2 separate regions of the Mus musculus genome follow, and region 2 is linked to region 1. The links are chromatin contacts, called in public HiChIP or PLAC-seq maps. All regions are on one chromosome and are shown on one strand. Each heading gives the region's core, a stretch centred on a gene start, on an enhancer-like site or on the middle of the called end of the contact. The rest is flanking DNA. Distances are from core to core; before and after follow the strand shown.

Evidence for each region. HiChIP or PLAC-seq counts read pairs in DNA pulled down with a chosen protein or histone mark.
Region 2: a FOXA1 HiChIP or PLAC-seq map of pancreatic cancer cells shows a contact between it and region 1. The contact joins two enhancer-like sites. A contact is called at or near these places in 1 of 115 datasets of contacts at active chromatin or transcription factors (pancreatic cancer cells) and 3 of 9 other capture datasets (adipose tissue, liver and pancreatic islet).

What each region holds. Positions count from the first base shown.
Region 1 is chr4:116,093,635-116,099,137 of GRCm38.p6, reverse strand. It overlaps Lrrc41 (leucine rich repeat containing 41), which reads right to left. Exons shown (of 10, transcript NM_153521.2): 6 at 4,097-4,261; 7 at 3,907-4,005; 8 at 3,224-3,346; 9 at 2,920-2,995; 10 at 2,029-2,815. The coding sequence ends at 2,596. Rad54l (RAD54 like (S. cerevisiae)) reads left to right here. Exons shown (of 18, transcript NM_009015.3): 15 at 120-198; 16 at 474-653; 17 at 1,517-1,680; 18 at 1,767-2,183. The coding sequence ends at 1,977. Among named protein-coding and RNA genes, the nearest start is that of Gm52704, 7.9 kb to the right of the region's middle. Within about 2 kb of position 2,582, at least 21 of the 459 cell types and tissues checked have an H3K27ac peak or open chromatin away from gene starts, as enhancers often do. A contact at or near this core is called in pancreatic cancer cells, where this site is marked.
Region 2 is chr4:116,298,436-116,303,401 of GRCm38.p6, reverse strand. Pik3r3 (phosphoinositide-3-kinase regulatory subunit 3) reads right to left here. Exons shown (of 10, transcript NM_181585.6): 10 at 346-3,768. The coding sequence ends at 3,570. Among named protein-coding and RNA genes, the nearest start is that of Pik3r3, 79 kb to the right of the region's middle. Within about 2 kb of position 2,136, at least 107 of the 459 cell types and tissues checked have an H3K27ac peak or open chromatin away from gene starts, as enhancers often do. A contact at or near this core is called in pancreatic cancer cells, where this site is marked.

The DNA.
Region 1 (5,503 bases), core at 1,333-3,832:
TTAGGGAAGCCTTGGACTATGCGTGAGCAGCCTCAAGCATGGTTAATCTAGTCTTCTTGGTAGCCATAGTTCCAATTAATTTATGCTTCTTGGGTCTTGATATTTGGATCTCCCTCAAGGTACTTGTATGTTCGCCTGGATGGCACGATGTCCATTAAGAAGCGAGCCAAGGTTGTGGAGCGCTTCAATAGCCCATCGGTAAGTACAGCAAGCGCAGGAAGGATGTGTTGACAGAGCAGCTGTGTGGTGGTTGTGTTTCATTGCTTTATTTTTGTTTTGTGTTCTGGTGGGTGTGATAAGATGAATCTGGCTTAGGAACTGACTTTGTGGGTTGGGAAATTGAATGATAGGCAGACCAACCTGTGGTCCTCAGTGTGAGTATAGAAAAGTGTTGGTGGAGCTAAGAAGGATCCCAGTTTAGTTTCCAAGTGTGTGCATCCTATGCTCTCCTTTCTTGTTTCTTTTCTTCCCAGAGCCCTGATTTTGTTTTCATGCTGAGCAGCAAAGCCGGGGGCTGTGGTCTTAACCTCATTGGTGCTAACCGACTGGTCATGTTTGATCCTGACTGGAATCCAGCCAATGATGAACAAGCTATGGCCCGAGTCTGGCGTGATGGTCAAAAGAAGATCTGCTATATCTACCGACTGCTATCTGTAAGTATGTGTATGAGTACACTGTAGCTGTATTCAGACACACACCAGAAGAGGGCATAAGATCCCATTACAGATGGTTGTGTGCCATCATGTGGTTGCTGGGCATTGAACTCGGGGTCTCTGGAAGAGCAGTCAGTGCTCTCAACCGCTGAGCCATCTCTCCAGCTGGTTTTCAAGGCTTTAGTAGAGATCATCTTACTCTTTCATCCTTTCTAGCTTTCTTATACTTACATGTTTACTTTAAAACCTTAATGTTTCTAGAATCTTCCACCTTGTCCAAGAACTCTTCCTGCCTCAGCCTTCTGAAGAACTGACCCTCTTTGTTGCTCTTGGCTTCTAGTCCACCTTTTTTTCTGGAGTCAGCTCAGAGAGAATCTGTTTTCAGTGCTTTCTGAACTCCTCAACTCTTCGATCATTCCTTTCATGAGACCCTGAGTATTACTTAACAGGTTTTTGCAATGGTACAAATCTATTTATATAGTTAGTCTGCATATTGAATGAAGTGCTCTGTGACCTCTGTGATAGCGATCATACTTCATTCTTTCTTGTATCCTATTACTAGTATATGACCTGACATAAAATTGTCGGATGATACTGAATGAGAGTTGGGCTTGGTGTGGAGGGCACTTTGATACAGATAACCTGTTTACACTCAACCCATTTAGCCAGGCTGACACTCTCCACTGATGCTGAAAATGGTCGGGACAGACAAAGCAGCACAATTCTTGGCTCCAAAACTAGGAAAATGGATCTCTGCTAAGGCAGATAATTGCTCTTTCTCAAGATGTTTGCAGCCCCTAGGTTTTCCTGCTCCCTCAGCATCTACAGGAATGGTTGAGTTCTACATTTCATCCCATTTCTAGGCAGGAACAATTGAGGAGAAGATCTTTCAGCGGCAGAGCCACAAGAAGGCTCTGAGCAGCTGTGTGGTGGACGAGGAGCAGGATGTGGAGCGCCACTTTTCTCTTGGTGAGCTTAAAGAGCTGTTTACTCTGGATGAAGCAAGCCTCAGTGACACACATGACAGGTATGTGGAGTTCCTTGTCATTATCTCTTTGCTACCTGACCAGCACAGAAATCCGTAGTGACCACAACTCTGTCCTCTGACCCCAGATTGCATTGCCGCCGTTGTGTAAACAACCGTCAGGTCTGGCCACCCCCTGATGGTTCTGACTGCACTTCAGACCTGGCTCAGTGGAACCACAGCACAGATAAACGAGGGCTCCAGGATGAGGTACTCCAGGCTGCCTGGGATGCTTCATCTACAGCCATCACCTTCGTCTTCCACCAGCGTTCTCATGAGGAGCAGCGCGGTCTTCACTGATAATCAGCTGGTCTGGATGTAGTTGTTTGGGAAAGGATACAGGGAAAGGGGGTTCTCTGCCTCATGAGGCTCTGCTCAGTTTTATTCTCTGGGAGAAAATCATCAAGAAGGGCTGCATGATGTTTGCCCAAAATTTATTTTATAAGAAAAACTTTTTTGGTTTAAAAAAAAAAAAGAAAAAGAAAGGAATAAAGGCATGAAAGGGACTGAGGCCTGGGAACACATTGGTAAGCCCAGGAGGGAAGAGGCCTGGTGTTAGGCATTCCTATACTTCTCTAAAGCCTGGGTGCCTGCTTGAGGAATGAAGCAGGAAACCCCAGAGCAGGGGTAGGGGGTGTTTTCCTCAGTGACGATAGAGACCCGTAACCTCCTGGCCTGGGGTTCCCAGAGTACTGAGTAAGTGGCCCAAAGCCTCTGAACTCAGCGGTGGGAATGCCTTTGCTGGGCCTCATCAAGGCCTCCAGGACCTCAGTGCAAGGGAAGATGAAAAGGAAACAGAAATAGACAAAGTGGCAGAAAGAGGATGACAGAATCAGTGGTTGGGGATTCTGGGCAGCCCACGGCTCAGTCCCTGCAAGCTGATGGTACTGAGGATGGGCCTGTGAGGTATGGGCCCCATCACATGGTGCTGACATAATCTGCAAAGGCCTGGGTTGAGTCCCATGAGTCGCTAACCACGTGGCAGGTAGCCCGGAGTCGCCGGATTGCTTCTCTTGCTGTGACTGCATCCTGGTCCAGCCAGTTCTGGAAGAGGCGTAGGTGACCAAAGGCTCCTCGGCCCCAGCGCTCCAGTCGTTTGGCAAACTCCAAAAGCCCATCTGGCTTGATGCAGTTGGAACTGGTAGGGATGCCATGAATTAGATATCCAGGAAGCAACTAGGCTTTTGTCTACATTGATATCCTTTTCTTCCCCCATCCCTTGTCTCCTAACCCCTAGCATACCTGATGTCCAGCTGACAGAGAGAAGAGGAAGAATCCTCTGAGAAAACATCTGCTAGGGCTAATAGGCCAGCGTTCCCTGGCGAGGGAGAGAGGAACACTCATTAACTCTACTCACAAACAAGGAAACAAGGGTATCCTATCCCAGCTCCAACCTGGGAGAACCCTAGTCCTAGCAGTTCTGAATACCCAGTACTCAAATACCTATATTACAACCTGGTCAGTACCTTTACCCCAAAAGTTTCTAGTTCCTAGTTCCTTCTTTCCCTCCCTTCTCCCTTCCTCCTCTCCAGGGTATGGTCCCTACCCAGGCGGTTCCCTGGTAGTCGAAGGCCCTTCAGTGTAGAGTTGCCCTTCATAGCAGCAACCATCTCAGGAAGAAATTGGACTGGGCGCTTCTCAAACAGACGGCAGAAGGAGAAGGTAATCTCTGTCAAGAGAAAGTAGAATATTCAGATGACTGAAGCAGGGGTGGTGCTGTCCTCCTGTCCTAGGTTGGCCTAGCAAGGTACTGTGAACATTTATACAGATCTGAAAAGGATAATCTATATAGATCCGAGCAATATTGGAACTCAATTCAAATAGGACATTGAGCCTGTTTGAGGAACATCTCTGAGGATAAATTTTTTATCCACTTCCCGCTCTCTATATATAGTCACTGATGCTTTTGCAGGGGGGGAGACTAGTCACAGTGAGTGTCTGACTAGTCACACCCACACACAGTAGCATGTTTATTTCTCCCCACTATCTTTTTTTTTTTTTAAATTGAAACCACCAAGGTGCTACCACCATTTCTGACAGCCCCTTAAAACAAAACAAAACTGGGTGATGTACTAAAACTTGGGATATTAGAAGGAAGGTCATGTAGGTTCCATATCCTTTATAGTCAAGGAAGATAGAGACCTGGGAAAACAGTGGTTTGCAGACTGAGATCATGACAAAGCTACAGTAAGGACACAGGAATGCGCAGGCTCTGGGTTAGGAACTTACCTTGAAGGGTCAGATTCTTTAGCAAAAAAAGCACTTCACTCTGACAGTCTGCAAGATTCATATCATGGAAGCTCAGCCTCTTCAGGGATAGGTTGTGTTCTGGATAGGAGACACACACCATGGGTGGTGGGGCTTAATTTTCCCAGGGAACAATGTTAGGTCCCTACCTACCCACTTTCACCATTCCTACCTTTGAGTGTTTGCAACACAAGCCCAAAATCTTGAGGCGAGGCAAAGGTGGCACTGTCCAGTGACAGCTGCTGTAGAGAACCTGAGGCCTTGAGGACAGAGCAGAGCAGTGGGGCTGGCTGGGCTCCTCGTGGAAATCCCATTTCCAACTGCTCGAGGCAGTTTTCTGTATGAGAGGAAGAGGACATTCCACTTAGTTTTCTCTACTTCACTTAAAAATACATATGTTTTAGGTGTGGGAACACACACCCTTTAGTTCCAGAACTCAGGAGGCAGAGGCAGGTGATCTGTTTGAGTTCAAGGCTGGCCTGGTCTACAAAGTAAATTCCAAGAAAGCCAGGGTTACACAGAGAAACCCTGTCTCCAAAAAAATAAAAAACAAACCATGTATTTGATGTGTGGGCATGTGTTGTATGGGCATGTGATGTGTGGGCATGTGATGTGTGGGCATGTGTTGTATGGGCATGTGATGTGTGGGCATGTGTGTACCACAGTGACCATGTGGGGTTCAGAGAACAACTTGCAAGAGTCAGTTCTACAATGTGCATTCTGAGGGTACTTCAGGTCTGGTGATAAGTGCCTTTTCTTGCTAAGTTATCTTACTGGCCTCTACTTCTACATGTAGTAGGTTCACTAGGAAAATGGTTTATTATCTTATCCTGCTCCTGCTATGTGTCAAACATTATATGTAAATCCTAGAAATGGACCACTAAACATAAAATCTTGTCTTTGCATTCAGAGATAAGACAAAGCAAATAAAGAATATGCAGGGCTTGGGTGGACTCCTCAGGGGTTGTTTGCTGTGTAAATGTGACGCCCTGAGTTCGGATTCCTAGAACTTATCTAAATGGTAGGCCTGTCGTGGCCTATACCTGAAATCCCAGCACTGGAAAGGTAGAGTAAGGCAGGTCTTGGATTCACTGGTGAGCCAGTCTAGCCAACATGGTGAGTTCCCAGGTTCAGAAAGAGACACATTTTCAAAAACATTAGAGAGGGCTGGAGCCCGGGCAGTGGTGACACACGCCTTTAATCCTAGCACTTGGGAGGCAGAGGCAGGTGGATTTTTGAGTTCGAGGTCAGCCTGGTCTACAGAGTGAGTTCCAGGACAGCCAGGGCTACACAGAGAAACCCTGTCTTGAAGGGGAAAAAAAAAGGCTGGAGAGATGGCTCAGTGGTTAAGAGCACTGACTGCTCTTCAATTCCCAGCATTGGTGGCTCACAACCATCTGTAATGGGATCCAATACCCTCTTCTGGATTGTCTGAAGACAGCAACAGTGTACCCACATACATGAAATAAATAAATGTTTAAAAAAGAAAAGATAGAGGGCTAGAAATATAGCTCAAAGGTAGGATGTTTGCCTAGCATGTGTGAAGTCCCAAGTTCAATTCCCAGAATTAGAAACAAAA
Region 2 (4,966 bases), core at 887-3,386, 200 kb before region 1:
CCTTGAAGAGGGACAAAAGCATAAACTATAAAACTAAGTCCATTTCTCCTAGTCGCAGAGTAGAAAAACACTTCTGAGTATGAGAACCAATAAAATGCATTTACTTGAATGGGTGTTAAAGGGAGGAAATGGCTTTCATTTAATTTTGGATTTGTGTCCTTTGGGAGGTAGAAAGGTTTTTGTTTGTTTGTTTGTTTGTTTTTGTTTTTTGAGTTTTAATTTCCTCTTATAGGAAGGAGAACCTCTCTTGGCCCCAGTATGGACTTCAAGCATGCAGAACTTCTTACCTTACTCCCTAACCTGCTTTAGCCCACTGCCCTCCATGCCAAGAAAACCAAAAAATGCTTCACTGCAATGTCTTTATTGCATCTGGAGCAAGTCTGCCAACCATTCCAAGTCTTGGAGAAGGTTAAAAAAAGGAAAAAGCCCCAACAATGTTCTCACCTTACCTTCCCCCCACCCCTTCCCCACAACCGCACAGCAATGTCTGAACACATTTGGTGACAAGAACAATTTGCAAAAGTGGTCTAGAAATTACATTATGAATTGTTCCAACACAAGACACAGTTGGCTTCCTTCTGAGTCAGTTATTTTTACATAAACTACATGAAATTTTTTTATTACATCAAAGACAACAGAATAGATTCTTCACAAGAAACAACAAAGTACCAAAGTTACATGCGAGGATTTGTAAGGAAACAAGGGTGGTTGTCACAAATGGCTAGAGCTAAGTCAAGAATGAGCAGTTGGCAGCAAAGGACCAAGAATGGACCTCTGGTGTATGATGTCATGGAAACCTCAAGAAGATCTAACTGGCAGTAGAGATCATCCTAGAAATCAGAAATTGTTCAAGTACATTTTTTCTTTAAAGTTCTGGAGAATGGGTGAAGCTGGTACCTTGCAGAGAAGGGACACAAGGAAGATGCCACTCGGGCTTGAGTCTGAAGTAAATGTAGAAAGCTTGTGTCTTAGTAGTGTGGAGCTGTAGGATGTCTTCATCTATTGCTGGAGCAGTGACAAGAACATAAACAACCTACCTAAGCTGAACTATGCCAGGTGGAAACAGCTTTGTTTTGTTTTGTTTTTATTTTAAAAACTGTATCTAGCCAACCCAAAGCTGCTTTCCTGTTGGGGACTGGCTGATCTGGGGACTGGCTGATCTGCCTGCCCCTATGGTCCTAATCTGTCTCTAGCCTCTGCTTTAGTCAATGAGTCTACAGTTAAGATGCCAAAAGAGATAGTCCCAGGGCCTAGATCATGAGACAGAACTTTGAGCTAGCCTTGAGAAGAAGACCAACACCTGCTTCCAGACTCCCTCAGACAGCAGGGCCACTCTTAGGAGACTGCTCCTCATGCCATTTCCACAGCTCAGGATCAGATAAATCATGTAGTAACTTGGCAGAAAAATAAAAAGATAGCTTCCGATTTATTAAATGATCCCTGGTCTCAGCTCCCACAAAGTGGTTACTCAAAGGGAAAGAATATAGGACTGAAAACCTGTCTTTCTCCATTGTCCAGCCCAGGTGTAGATGCTGCTTTCTCCTGCATATCTTCCATGTCTGCCTACAAGGTAAAGACATTATTCAACACTAAAGCTGTATATTTTATCATTTTGACTTACTTGGAAGAGATTTCTTTAAAAAGGCGTTCAGGACATACTAAAATTTTAGTGCTGGATCAGAGGGATTCCTCACACCTAATCTTGAGCATATAACTGCTTCAGCAAGTTCAACATCAGTACAAAGTCACAGGTATTCCAATCAACAAATAGCCTGGCATTACTTGGTAAACTGAGCAAGATTTTAAGCTGGCAATTTTGAAAAAGGCCTTACAGAGTGGCTGAGGGTGGTCAATCTCCTCTCTTTCACACTGGAGCATGAACAAGAAAAAGCCATCAATGGCATGCCCTATCAACTGTGACAATTATTCAAAACTTTTGACCTATCTCTATACTGTGGTTTCTTCTAGACACTGTCACCAAAGGAAGTGCTCAGGGAAAGTCATATTCATCTTTATTTTGGCCCCCAAACTTCATCTTCCCTGATTGTAAGCCTGATGACCCAGGCACAGGCTGCTTGTCTAAACTGCCTGACTGCACATTACTGGGCTCAAGCAGCTGAGTCATACTGAGCCTGTTATGGCTCCAGAACTGACTCTGAAGCAGCTGAACTCTTAAATGAGTGTGAATCCATAAATAGATGGCTGCCCTCTCCTCTATCTAACTTCACTTAGCTGAAGGCTTAAACCACAGCCACGGAAGCATGAGAGCAGGCTGTGTGCACTGCCTTAACAGCAGGCTCACAAAAAGGGCAAGCAGGAAAGCCTGTGGATTATTTCCCCAGATAGTCTGAACTCCACGTCATCCCCTCTTCTGGCAAACGCTTCAACCACAGTATTGAATAACATGTCATGTGATGGACCCTTCACCATGGATACCAGGCCTCATGTGCCTGTGATTTACTGAGGTCTCTGACCACAAACTCGAGTCCTCCTTTAGCTACCTATGGCTCCCTAAACCCTATCCAAAAAAGGAAGGGGAGATGAAGGCAAATTAATCCTTGTATAGTTTTGGCAAGGCTTTTAAACTTGAGGAAGCACACAACAATGTTGTTCTCTATCATTATTTGGTATATCAAGCCATCTAAAAGCACTGGATTGCACTGTTTCTTTACTCATAAAACAACTTACAAGGGTTTCAAACATTTCTTTAAAGAAACACCACACAAGCACCAACTTCATTATGACTCAAAGCTTACTATTTCCACAAAATAATTCTATTCCTCATCTGAGAAACAAGGCCAGGGCAAAAGGAAATACACTGACCAATTTTAGTGTTTGTTGAAACTCACATTTCTAGTCTTTCAAGTTTTGGTACAGAAGTGTACATTCAGCTACTACTGTCCTCCCCTTAGACCTTGGTCTGGCGATGCTGCTTTGTTGGTTTTTGAACACAGTGCTTTAGAGGGAGGAGTTGGTGAAGATGCTGAAGCCTAGATTATGTTGATAAAATTGAAGTAACATCAACTGAAGGGGTCTTTTGCCTCCTTGGTTTAGATTCTGAAAATGTAATCCCATACCTCCCTATTTTCCTTTGGTTGTTTTTCCCTCCAAACCAAATCCCACTTTACCACAGAGCCAAAATCGGCTCTTTATTTGGGGGAAAGGGGAAGAGACTATCAAATCAAAACAACTCCCAGCAGAACTGTGACCTGCTGCATTCTTAGGGTTGAGGACAAAGGGATGTGGACTCTTCAGAAACTTCCAAATAAAACCCCCACCCCAACCCACAACAAGCCTTAGCTGTTCTTTTAAAGGTGCCTGACAACAAACCCAAACCCCATGAAACCAATATCTGCTTCCAGCTTAGTCCATCAGTGCAGCAGCACAGCCGAGGCCAGAGACCCTGGGCCCCTCATTTCTAAATCCAAGCTACTGCTTGGCCTCTCCATTTCACATTCACAGAATCACTTGTGCAAAACAAGCAGTCTACGTTGAAAGAATGCCCTCATCGTAGTCTAATAAAAACCATAGGAAAAAAACGGCTAGAGAGCGTGTCTCTTCCACTCTGCTTATCTGCAGAGCGTAGGCATCTGTGCATGGACAGGGTAGGCGAGCCTGACGTTGAGGGAGTCGTTGTGCTGAACCAGGGATGTCTGCTGGTAATGGAGCACCAGCTCCTTCAGTGAGCTGTACAGGTTGTAGGGTTCTGCAAAGCCATATCCTCGAGCCGTGCTGTAGATGACACAGTGCTTCACTTCCCCGTCTGCACTGAGAGACAACACAGGAAAATACTTAAGGCATGTCCAGGAAACAGAGGAAGTCCAGAGCAATTGTTATACATAGGATCCAGGCAGAAGCATCCTGTCAATCAAACACAACTGTGCCTCTTAAAGGCTTGACTTCAGGTATGTACAACCACCACCCATGTAGGCCTACTCTCTCAGCCCTCAATTCCTGTCACTCCACATACATGTCCATTTGTTAACTCCTCCTTTGTTGATTGTTGTAGCTTACAATCATGAGTGCTGATGTCAGGTGGCAGTGCTTTGGGTTGTTTTGGGTCCTGTGCATTTCAGAGGAATTTTAGAAACTTTTTTTTAATTTCTGCAAATATTCAGCTAGGGCTGTGGGCTGTTTTTTTTTTTTAAGATTTATTTATTTATTATATGTAAGTACACTGTAGCTGTCTTCAGACACACAAGAAGAGGGCATCAGATCTCATTACAGATGGTTGTGAGCCACCATGTGGTTTCTGGGATTTGAACTCAGGACCTTTGGAAGAGCAGTCGGCACTCTTAACCACTGAGCCATCTCTCCAGCCCAGGGCTGTGGGTTTTGTTAGGATCATAATAACTATGTAGATCAACTTTATGAAGATGTTTTGGTGGAAAGAAAATCAAGTTTATTACATTTCAAGGAACTGAGTAGGTGTGACCGTGACAGGAAAACTGCCTTGGGAGTTCTTAACCTATGGGTCGCAACCCCTTTGGGGGTCAAATGACCTTTTCACAGGGGATCACTTAAGACCATCAGAAAATACAGAGATTTACATTACAATCATAACAGTGGCAAAGTTACTGTTATGAAGTAGCAATGAAGATAATTTTCTGTTTGGAGGTCACCACAAGGTGAAGCACTAGGAGAGAGCACAAATCACTGCGCTAGATATTAGCACGAGGTCATCTTCACTGCACTAGATATTAACACAAGGTCATCTTCACTGCACTAGATATTAACACAAGGTCATCTTCACTGCACTAGATATTAACACGAGGTCATCTTCACTGCACTAGATATTAACACGAGGTCATCTTCACTGCACTAGATATTAACACGAGGTCATCTTCACTGCACTAGATATTAACACGTGGTCATCTTCACTGCACTAGATATTAACACGTGGTCATCTTCACTGCACTAGATATTAACATGTGGTCATCTTCACTGCACTAGATATTAACACGAG